2 separate regions of the Mus musculus genome follow, and region 2 is linked to region 1. A link is a contact called in public HiChIP or PLAC-seq data. All regions are on one chromosome and are shown on one strand. Each heading gives the region's core, a stretch centred on a gene start, on an enhancer-like site or on the middle of the called end of the contact. The rest is flanking DNA. Distances are from core to core; before and after follow the strand shown. Region 1 holds the start of Nav1 (neuron navigator 1). Region 2 holds the start of Igfn1 (immunoglobulin-like and fibronectin type III domain containing 1).

Region 1 (6,201 bases), core at 2,642-5,141:
TAATATAAGTGCTCTTTGATCCACCCAGGATGTTTACCAAGGTCTAATCAATCCCAGCCTCTGCCCTTACAGGATGAGCCATGAGAGGGCCTCTTCCACTCATAGATGGGGAAACTGAGCCCTAGAGGAGGAACCAGAACTTAGGACTTCTGGACAAAGATTTGGAGAATATCACTTTCTGCTTTGCCCCTGAGCTAGCCTACTGTCCTTCCTCCAGAATCAAAACTATCTCAGGGACTATCAAGCTAGGGTACTAGAACTGGCCTATTTCCCCTGGGACTGGCCCTTAGCCTTCTATGCTTTCCACTGTCTCCAGCGGGGGACCGTAGTTACTTGGCAGCTTTCAGGTTAGGGAAGGGACCGAGAGCCTGGTTCGATCATCTGGGCCCCAGCTGAAACGGAAGGGGTGACCAGCTTGCAGTTCTTCCCCTTTATTCCACAAAGGCTCCTATTTGAGGCTGTCCCAGCTCCCTGCCCTTGGCCTGCAGAGTCGGGTCTGAGATGGTACCGGGGAATGTGCATAAGCTGATACTGGGCTTCAAGGGTGGGCGCAAAAACTCCTTGACTTTGGCCATGGGGAGACATCATCGCAGCCTCGTCCCCAGATGCTTGCCCTGCTGCACACCAGGGGCCTGTCCTGACCCTGGGCATACTTGTACAGGCCCTGGGATGCCAACTGGCTCTACCTTCTCCCTCACGCCTCCTGGTCCTCTCTACCTCATCTGCACACAGGAAGAAGGCTTGGCCTAAAGTCATCAGCCGCCTCCTATCATCTGACTAGACAGTATATTCTGGGGCCTGATGCCACCACCATATCTTGGTCTTCTCATCTAGAGGCAACACGGAAACCTCTGCAGACTTCACACCTCTCCCCTCCACCCGAAGGCGAAGCTCCACGGCTCTCCACGAGGCCATGAGAATGGCTCTGCTGGCCCAGGACCAGTGCACACACACCTTCATCAGACCCCTCCACACCTGTAGGCCCTTCCTCCTCTTAGGTCTCCCACAAAAGAGCTGTAACTGAGGACTCAGGAACGAATGGATTCTTCAGCACAGGCAGCAGGCTCTTGCCTTTGGCCCAGCATCTGACCAGTTAAAAAAGGGAGGAGGTCCCTGGTCGCCCGATAATTTGTTAAGTGATGGGGAAACAACAGCTCGGCAGGAATAAGGGACCACGGCTCAACTTCTCTTCCTCTCCTGTCCCTAGCCAACTCTACGACCATCTTTCAGAGTTTCTGTGGTGACCTTTCTTGAGAAGCGGCTAAGAGGCCTTTGATGGGCAGTGTGGGAAATGCCTTGACGAAGGAGGGCTGGATTAACTAACCCCACCCCAAACAGAGGAAGTCCTGACCTTAAACATGGGGCTCTGCCCTCTACTCCAACACCCCTCCTCCCCTGCCCAAAGCATATGAAGGCCCTTTCCCCTCAGCCCTTTTAGACTATGTACATTCATTCCGAGATAGCCCCATGTCTCAAGGCCCAATTCCATGGCCACCTCCTTCGGTGAGGCCTAAGACAGGCCTCCCTTCTCAGTCCCTCTCTAGACCCCAGTCCAGTTTTCATTCTCCACATAGCTCCCTGGGTGCCTGGTGCCTAGTTTTCCTTATTGTCTGTCTAAGCCCACTGAATGGAGAGCTCCTCGAGGGCAGGATCTCTGAGAGGCTCAACAGGCAATAGGGTGGCACTTCTGCCTGTCACTTCTACACACTCCACCCCATCCCTCCTTTCCACTCTCAAATCGAATTTGGGGAGGAGCCGAAAGGCACAAGGCTGTTTTCCTCCCTTTGCCCTTGTCCAGTCTGCACGAGCCATCTGTGTCAGAGGCAGAATCCTTGTTCACCAGACCCTCACCACCCCACAGGCGGGGAGGTCTCAGGAAGACTGCAGCAGGCTGAACAGGTTTCCTTCAGCATTCTCCAGGGGCCTTGGGCCAGCCCTAGCTTCTCTCTCCATCAATCTGGTCACTTAGACCGCCACCCTCCTCTTGGCCCCGCCCTTTCACACGCTCACGACACGCCCCTTCCCAGCCCCCAGCAGAGCCGGTACCAGACTACAAGGTACCCAGGAAGATGGGGTCCCTGGGCTCTGATGCCTGAGGACCCACATTCACTGCAACAAGTCTGTGCACTTAAGGTGGCTAGCAGCCGATCTCCCGCAGCTCTTGTACTGCTGGTGCGGGCTACCAAGGCACAGCCGCCTCCTTAGGCACATCTTCCATGTATCCTTGTCTGAGAACAGGGACTCCACAGAAAGAAAACACGGTTCCCGGGCTGGCTCGGGATTTTTTCCTCGGACTGTTCAGGCTTGGAGAACAATGGAGCAGCTCTCTGGCTTCCTCCGCCGAGCAAGCTTTGTTTCTCTCTTCCCGCCAGCTTGGCTTTCATTAGCCAAAGGGCAAAGGCTTCTCGGGAGTCTCCTTGCAAAATCCCAGACCTTTCCCTAAAACATTTAGGGGGATGGGGTGACTGCTTGGGGCTGGGGGAACGGACGTGTATCCAGATGCGCACAGCTGGCTGCCCGCCCGCCTCCCTGGCCCCAGACACTTCTTGCTGCCAGGTCCCCCACACCCGGGGAAATCCGACTCAAGCTCCCACCCGGGATTCACAGAGGAAGTGGAGCCTCAGCCCTGCTCCAAGGACCAACTAGCCCTCACATCTGCTTTCCCCACATCTTTGCTCTAGATCTCCTACCCTAGGCTTCCCTAGCAATGCTGGATGCTGTGTTATTCAGCGCAGACTACTCCTCAGCTGGTGTTTCTACCAACCTCACTGTGGTTTGCCATATTAGGACTCTGGACCTTAAAATTCAAGGGAGCTAATGATTTCTGAGCCCCCCAAGTCCCCCGTCTCCATTGTCCACCCTCACTTCCAACAAGCCACAGCAGAGCCCAGGCTCCCATCAGCGACATCTTTAAGACACACGTTAGCCAGACACAGCTGGAGGTAGGCCAGCTCTGCACATCTGGGCAGTAATACCCCTCCTAACCTGGCCAGTGATCGGTATAGAAGGGAGAAAGGGGGAAAGCAAACCTCTTCCTGCAGCTGGCCAGGAGAAAACCAGGGGCGGGGTGGGGCGGGGCAGCAAGTCTTACCTAGCATCTGGCTGAAGAGTAGCTGTTCTAGGTCGCCCAGCACGGTAACCACAAGCTCGGGGTCCACCTTGAGGAAGGCCCGCTCCTCCTGGCCCTTGGCAGAGGGCACAGTCCCTGAGCCCTTTTGCGCTTTAGCCTTGCTGGAAAGCAGTTCGTCATCCGATTTGCCATCATCGCTTACCGCTGCCTCAGGCGCCTTGCTGAGAGGCTTGACCTCCGCATAGGGTCCCCGAGGAATCCGGCTAGGTTTGCCTAGGCTGGGCGCTAGCGGAGCCAGTGGGGTCTTGGCGCCGCCGGTTGAGCCACCTTTGGGTTGGAAGAGCGAATGCTCAGACTTGGACAGCGTCTTGGACATCAGAGGAGTCTCGCGGCCCTTGGGCCCCAGTTTGCCCAAACCCTTGGGTGCTTTGGCCATATCATCACTCCACTCAGGCTCATACAGCTGCAGCTTTTTCTCGGAGTCCGTGAGAAACGAGAGGTTGGTGAGCGACTTCTGTTTGCGCAGGTTGGAGGTAGGCAGCCCGCCGGGGACACGACTGTCCACGCTGCCGGACTTGAAGACCTTCAGCTCCGCTGCACTGGCCTTGGCCATACTGCCACTGCCTCCTGCCGCCTTGGCGCGCTTGGGCAGCATGCCTCTGCCGTCCGCCGCGGCTGCCTTTCTGCTGGCTCCCCGAGACTCGTCCGCGCCCTCGTCGCCGCCGCTGCCGCTGCCGCCGCTCAGCTCCACCTCGGGCTGCACGCTCTTGACGCTGCTGCCCAGCATTCTGCCTGCGAGGAGCGCATGGACGATCCGCGCGTCTGCAGGCACGGGGCGGGGGAGGGGGCGGTAGTGCCGGGAGAGGAGGGGGCGGAATGGGGGGGAGGACGGAAGAAACCGCGGAGGAAGGGGAGAGGAAGGGGAGGGAGCAAGGGGGCGAGCGGAGGGCGAAAGGGAAAGAAATGCGGAGAAGGAAGCCGGGGAAGAGGAAAAGGCAAGGAAATAGCGGGTTGATGGGGCGGGGTCGAAGGAAAAGGGGCGGGGCGGGGAGAATATAAATTAAAAAATTTAAATCAGTCAAAGGAACGATAGAAGACCAGCGGCTCCATCGAAGCCAGGTCGTGTTGTGATGCTGGGATCTTGTCTCTGTCCCCCGGCTAGCCGATCCGTGCTGCGGGCTGCACACTCCGGGGCAGCGCCCTCTCTCTACTCCTCCTTCCAGCTCGTGGAGAGGCTGCGGGCTGCAGCTCCCAGCGAGAAAGAGGGGAGGGGGAAGGCGGGGAGCAAACAGGAGGAGGGGTGGAGTGTGCGCAAGGGGAGGGAGGTAGGGGAGAGAGTGTGTCTATTTCTGGCTCGGGAGGGGGAGGTGTCTGTGAGCTGAGCCCCGGGGGCACAGAGAGGATCCCACCAGTTTTTCTCCTTGCTTTCTACAGAGAGATGGGGTAGAAGGTTCCCTGCTGCATCTGGAAAAAAGCATGAGTGGAGGAAGGGAGACTTAGGGGTACAGGTAAAGGTCCTGGGAAAGGGTGTCTTTGACCCAGGAGAAAGAGTGGCCCTGTAGGTCTTGGGTAGAAACTGGCAGAGCCTGAGGGAAGCTCTCACAAACCGTTACCTTTGGTTTCCCTCAGAAATTCTTTACCTTTAGTTACCTTTAGTCTCTATGGTGTATTTTGCCCTCCTAAACCCAGAAGGTAAGGGACACAGGACAGAACAGGCTGCTTTAGACAGTGCCTAGGGTTGACAGGGACAGGGACCTGAGGGGTTGAAGCGGCTAACTGTTGGGTGCAGGAGTCCGAGTCACCATTCCACTTGATCACATGACCTTGTCAAAGTCATTGAACCTCTGTTGCTCTTACAATGGTTTTAATCCTAGCTTCCTAGGAAAAGGGGCTTTGGGACACTAAGGACACAGGAGAGTTAGCATAGGTCCCTTGGCAGAGCATTTTTTGTTTTGTTTTGTTTTTTGTTTTTGGAGGCGGGATTTCTCTGTGTAGCCCTGGCTGTCCTGGAACTCACTCTGTAGACCAGGCTGGCCTCGAACTCAGAAATCTGCCTGACTCTGCCTCCCGAGTGCTGGGATTAAAAGCGTGCGCCACCACTGCCCAGCTGCAGAACCAACTGAAGAGATCCTGGATATGTTTGTTCTATCAGCATAGGAGCTCTCCAAGTACCATGCTAGCCCAGAGTAGGTATTAATGACTCAGGCTCTGAGGCCAGATGGCTGGACACTGGGTGCTGGCCAGAGCCAAGGGTACTGACCAGAGCCCTGGGTACTTTAACTTCCATGATGACCCCAGGGCTGGATTGAGATTCTATGAACCTTTCTAGGACAGGGACTGTAGCAGAGAGGCTGTATCTAGTACAGTGCTAGAAATGGGGTTATTGGGCAGAGAGGTGAACTGTGAACTTTTAGCTGACCTTGGAGATCCAGAGAAAGATGGAGAGAGTCTACCCTTAAAGAACTTAATGCCTGACAGGGATACAAGGCAGACAACCCAAGACTCAGGGAGATAACTTTGTCCTTGTGAAAAATGCAATGTCACACACTTATCTCAGGAAGACAGGCATGGATATGTTGTGTTCTAGTTACAGCAGTGGCAAGAGGTGCTGCCTCACAGTGCAGGCAGAGGTCTGGGTGTTGAGATTCACCAGGCAGAGTGCCCTCAAAGGCCCTAAGTCCAGATCTTGGGAAACTCAGAGGTGGAGCCAAGCCTGCAAGTCCATATAGGACACAGAGATTTGAAGCTTGTCAGAGGACTGTTGGGGACTCTCCAGCTAGACTATGAGCTGTCACAGGACACACAAGCACTCATGCTTGTGCCTGAACATAAGCTCCTAGTTCAAGTAAGAGCTGGAATGTCTCTGATCCCACAGATGACTTGTAATAGTGTCACAAACCACTGGGCCTTGGGAATCCTCCTGCTTCAGCCCCCTGAGTGCTAGGATTGTGGGGAAAAAAATCATTTTAAAAGTTCTCATTCTTATTTATCCGCCATTCTGTAATTTACATAATATTTCCCTGACTCCATCACACGGGGATGCTGCTGTCTCTAAAAAATGCAATTTGAAAATCAAAGGGGGCAGGTGGGTGGATTGACCAAGTTCTTGGTTGTTATTGATAGTCCCCCGT
Region 2 (5,651 bases), core at 314-2,813, 420 kb after region 1:
GCCACTGCGGGATGCTAGTGCTATCTTCTCTTGAGAGTTCCTCTGACAAACCAACTAGCTGATTACTTTAAAATTCTGCCCTAGTCAAGTTCTCAGGACATGGGCAGATATAGACAGGTTCTTTGCCACATAAATGGCCTGTGGTCCAGTTCCCAACATTTCCTCTTTTCCTTTGAAACCTCATGAACACCCCTCCAACCTCCCACCCCCCACGCCCCCACACACATACACACACACACTGAATACCTCTTCCAACATCCTGGCCTTCCAAACTCCCATCAGAATGACCTACTAAGCTCAGCTTGTGCTTTAATGCTTTTCCAGCTCCAAGTTCCATTCCCCACCCCCTGCCCCCCACATTCTTCCCAGAAACCAGTTCTAACACGGTCAGATTTGTCCCAGCCACAACCTCACTCTGGTTACTAGTTATTTTTCCGGTTGCTGTAGCAGAATATCTGGTAGGAGCAATGTAAGGAAGGAAGGAAGGAAGGAAGGAAGGGTCACCTTGGCTCACAGGACACATCCATCATGCAGGGGGCACAGCATCAGGCATGACATAAGTAATCACATAGTATCTTCAGCCAAGAAGCAGAAAGAGATGAAGAGCCAACATCCAGCTCTCTTTCTCCTGGACCCCGGGCCACAGGACAGTGATACCCACAGTTATCCTGGGTCTTCCCATCTCAATTGGTTTAGAAAATCCCTCACAGACATGTTGAAGGTTTGTTTCCTGTGGTTCTAGATCTCTTTAAGTTAATAATCAGTACTAATCAGATATTTAGATATTTAATGTTTTGGAGTATTAGAAATCTAGTCCACCAGGTCCTGGTCTTGACCCTAATAGACCCAAAAAGGATCTAGAATCTCAGTGGTAGGTGCTATGAATGTCTAAGACGTGGAGAAATACAGACACCATCAGAGGTCATAGAAAGAGATGTATGATCTTGGACATGGGACTTATATCTTGAGCCCAGTGACCTGGCTGCTCATATCACACTGTCCCCTTACCAGGAAAGGCCTCTGAGTACCCAGTGATTGTATTGATATGGGAGAAAAATCACATTAGGATTCCTCTGTGTAACTAGCAATTGAGACTAGCGAACTCTCCTCACAGTCCCTTGATATTTAGAGTAGGGCCTTCCAAATTCCAGGCTCTATTTATTTATTTTTCTATTTATTTTTAAAAAGAATTTCACTCTTATTATTAATTATAGATATAGTAAGGCACATGTGTACATGAGTGCAGGTGTCCATGGAGACCAAAGTGCTGGACCTCCTAGAACTGGATTACAGATGGTTGTGAGCAACTTGTTATGGATGCTAGAAATCAAATGTGAATCCTCTTAAAGAGCACTTTTAGCTGTTGAGCCATCTCTCCAGCACCTAGGTTTTATTTTTTGCAATGATAGGAATCAAACCTAGGGCCTCATTCATACAGACTAAAGCCCTGTAACTTCTTAAAGGTATGCAAAAATAAGCCAATAAATACCTTTTAACAAAGAAAAATAAAGGTATGCACTAAGCACATAATGTTTAACAGACCTTGTGTTCGCATCTCATTCATGCTGGGACATTTAGTAGAGGGCTGGCTGGGCTGAACAAGACACTAACATACATGTGTCCTCATGCCATGTCCCTCTGGGACTGGTTTTCCTGTGTCAGGTAACTGTAGGAACCTGCCCCCTCCTCCATATTCCTTCTTGCTCGTCCCTCTCAAAGATGGCAGGCTGCTGCTCTTCCCCAGGCTGAGCCAGCTGCAGTTGGCTATGATTAATGGCATCTATTAACAGCAAGTTGTAAACAGATCAGGTACACAGTGCCCATGAAGATCTCACCTCCCTAAACCCCTTGCCACCCCATGACTACTCTTTAACTTTCCAGGCTCCTGCTTCTCCCAGCCTGAGAAACATGGCCTAGGGAACGCTTTACTAAGGGACTCAAAATGTTTTGGAAGTAGGAAGCAAACCTATGGGGCAAAGTCCAGAATCCTAAAATTGGGCCAGGATGAAGGCCCAGGTCAGGGAAGCCGATTTGCAACAGCCTCAAAGAACTATCAAGGCTGCCTCTAGGCTGCCTGGACTTGGGCAAATTACCTCCCCATCTCTGGGCCTCAGTTTCCCTATTGAGTGAGCAATTGGCTCGAATATTTTCCAAACTCCTGCTAGAATCATTAGAGCCGCAGAGATCCTTATGGACATCGCTAATTAGTCCCTGCAAATAAGCAGGCTCACTCCACTTCCCCAACCAGCTACCAGTGTCTGTCCAAGCAATAGTTCGGTTTCCTTCTGGTTAATTATAACCAATTTAAGAACCAAACCACAATTTCTTAGGGGGAACATCCAGAGGAGGATGGGAGACCCTCAGTCCAGAAGAACCCATAACTTTCTGAAGATTCTCTCCTTTAACCCACAGAATAAGGACATGCCTAGGAGGTCAGCTTAACCCATTTGAACAGATGAGAAAAACGGGCCCACAGAGACACCTTGATGGCGGGTGAGTGGCAGCTGGAGAGATTAGGATTAGCGAGTCTGGGTCAGCCTCTGGTCTCTCAATGCTCCCCAGAACGCGAACTGAAAGCCTTTAAAGCCCGGAAACCCAGCCAACTATGAATGCAATCTGAGGTAGGTAATCTCTGCGTGTGAAGTGATTATGTGTAAAAACAGTGGATTAGTGTGTCCGTGCAGCTATGTCTCCTGGGATCAGCGGGACCTAGCCTCTTACCCCGCCTTGGGACACAGAGCGGTGACCTCCCTAATGCAATGCAAGACCACCAGCACTCGCGCGTGGAGCTCAGTAACCCCGTACATTCTGCTGTACGTCTTCACCCGGTTTTCCGCAGCGACCTAAGCCTTTTGCATTCTGGGCAGGAACGCTGTGGGTTGAGATCCTGACCTGGGGGCTCGCGCACCCCCACAGCAGGAAAGCACAGAGGCTCTGCAGCAGGATCCTCCCTTCTCAGAAATCCTTCCAAGCTCTGGGGAAAGCTGAAGCCAGTGGGCAGCCCGCTACACCGCAGACGGTCCGGGAGATGTGTCACATTTTTCTCCGGGTTAATTACCTCGGGCTGGGAATCCGAGCCGTATCTGTCTCGGGCACAACAAGCCTTGTCGCCTGGTGGGAGAATCTTAATCTTTCTAAGGTGACAGCTGCTGGCCTGGGACAGAAATGTCCTTATTCTGGGGGCGCCACCTGTTGCACTAAACTGCAAAAAAGCCCAGGAGTCTAGATTGAGGTGGAGCCTTTCGGAACAGGGTGACCAGGATTGGACAGATGGAATGTCAGATTACCCGTAGGCGGGGCTAGGGTCGGACTTGGCTTAGAAGGAAGTCTCTCTTGGTGAGCCCCACCCACTTTATCCCTGAAACACACAGGGCACTTGCCCTTTGCGTCCACATGGGCAAATATTTAACCTTTCCATTTTTGCAGTGGCTTGTGAGTCTGGGTGTCCTGCAGAGTTTGACACATAACAGGCACCCGATACCTGTTTGTTGAATGTGTAAGTCCATCAGCTTGTCTGTCTCCTAGGAAAGTGCTGTTCCCAGACTAGCACGTATTTCATCACAGGGTTATGACTTGTCACGTGTGTCGCTAAGTAAAATGCTAAGCATCCAAATGGGCGTGTTTATCACTTTCAAAGGTAAGTCAGATGAGATCGACAATTTTTTGTTTTTCATTTTAAATTTGTTTTTAAAGTTTGTTTGTTTGTTTGTTTAATTTTATCTATATGAGTACACCGCAGTTGTCTTCAGACATACCAGATGAGGGCATCGGATCCCACTACAAATGGTTGTGAGTCACCATATGGTTGCTTGAAATTAAACTCAGGACCTCTGGAAGAGCAATCAGTGCTCTTAACTGCTGAACCACCACTCTGACTCCTCGATATTATTTCTAATCAACCTAATAACTTGAGCTGGTGGAGTGTATGATATCAGCTATTTGGAATTTTGAGACAGGAAGATTGCTGGAACCCCGGATTTTGGAGTTAGCCTGGGCAACATAGTGAAACTCATCTCTTAACAACAAACACAAATTACAATAATTGCCTTGCAAGTGGGACAGAAAAGGGTGAAGACTGTGGGGGATGCTGGCTGTTTGCTGCTTCTTTTGCTAATAACAGCTTCTGATGACATCTTGGGAGATGGCCTTGGGTGTATCATCTGACCTTTCTGCTAATCAACAGGCATTAGACCAAGTCCAGAGCATGTAACTAACTCTCTTCTATAGAGATGGGAGGGACCATCACTGCAGACTTACCCCTGTGGAATGCTATGAGGGAGCGGGAGCGCTCTCTTCCTTCCTCTTCATGTCTAGTTCCTTGGCCATTTCTTAGACTATATGAATTTCACACTTACTTTCTGTGTTTGACTATTCAGTGTCTGTTGCTTAAGACTAAAGCATCCTAACTGTGGGAATCACAACCACGTATTCCTGCTTTAGACAACCTGGTAAACATCCTTCCTTGATGCTAAACTGAAAAAAATCCTCGGTGCCTCCTTTAGACCCCATGAACTACAAATTCTATCCCTCTTCCCCAGGACATGCCTTGGCATGGTTAAGAGAGTTGTCATCCCCCAGATTCTCATATGATGTTCAAGGCATCCATTGCATTGACCCCTGTCTAAGTGCATTCTCGTATGTGCTCTTCGTGGTCTGTGTCCCTAAATGGAAGATAGCACTCAGCTAGATGGGTGAAAGATTCACTCGAGATCCATGGTTCTCAATCTGTGGGTCGCCACCCCCTTGGAAGTCAAGTGACCCTGAGACCATGGAAAACACAGATATCTGCATCACAATTCATAATAAAAACAAAAATACAGTTATGAAGTAGTAAGGAGATAATTTTATGGCTGGGGGGGTGGTCACCACAATATAAGGAACTATATTAAAGGCATTATATCACAGCATTAAGAAGGTGTAAACCGCTGATCTAGATAGAATTTGTTTTAATTTAGCCATTAGGCTCTAAGCTTTGTTAAGTCACACCAAGGTCAAGTGAGCTTGCTTATTCACTCTTATCAGCCACATTATACTGGACTATCCACCGATGCATCCTCCACTATTCACCCCTTGTATTTACGTAAGTGGGAAACAGACTCAGCCTTCATTTCAATAATGCATTTTTTTAAACTGATGTTCTCTTTTCTTGTATTCTTCTTATCCCTTCTAATTGTGGTTTGGATCAGAAATGTCCCCGACAGGCTTCTTATTCAATGCTCCAGTTCCCAGCTGGTGGCATCATCTGGAAGATGGTTTAAAGCTCAGGAGATGGGGCCTGGCTGGAGTTGAGTAGGAGAGGGCCAGTGAAGGTTATAACTAAGATCCAGTCCCTGGGACTGGAGAGATGGCTCAGTGGGTAAGAGCACTGATTGCTCTTCCAAAGGTCCTGAGTTCAAATCCCAGCAACCACATGGTGGCTCACAACCATTTGTAAAGGTATTTGTTGCCCTCTTCTGGTGTGTCTGAAGACAGCTACAGTGTACTTACATATAATAAATACATCTTTGGGACAGAGCAAGCAGGGCTGGAAAGAGCAGGGCTGGAGCGAGAAGGGGAAAAAAAATCCATTCCCTTCACCCCCTGCTTTCCATTAACTCTCAGTGGAAAGAGCCTTCTCTTCTACAGACCCCATCTGCCCTGACATTTCACTT

What was found. HiChIP or PLAC-seq counts read pairs in DNA pulled down with a chosen protein or histone mark.
Region 2: a contact with region 1 is called in an H3K4me3 HiChIP or PLAC-seq map of embryonic stem cells, with 10 read pairs. The contact joins the promoter of Igfn1 here to the promoter of Nav1 in region 1. A contact is called at or near these places in 1 of 484 Hi-C or Micro-C datasets (embryonic stem cells) and 1 of 115 datasets of contacts at active chromatin or transcription factors (embryonic stem cells).

Annotation. Positions count from the first base shown.
Region 1 is chr1:135,581,464-135,587,664 of GRCm38.p6, forward strand. It overlaps Nav1 (neuron navigator 1), which reads right to left and starts at 3,892. Exons shown (of 30, transcript NM_173437.2): 1 at 3,092-3,892. The coding sequence starts at 3,857.
Region 2 is chr1:136,004,779-136,010,429 of GRCm38.p6, forward strand. Igfn1 (immunoglobulin-like and fibronectin type III domain containing 1) reads right to left here and starts at 1,564. Exons shown (of 27, transcript NM_177642.3): 1 at 1,543-1,564. The coding sequence starts at 1,564. It also overlaps a transcript of Tmem9 not described here.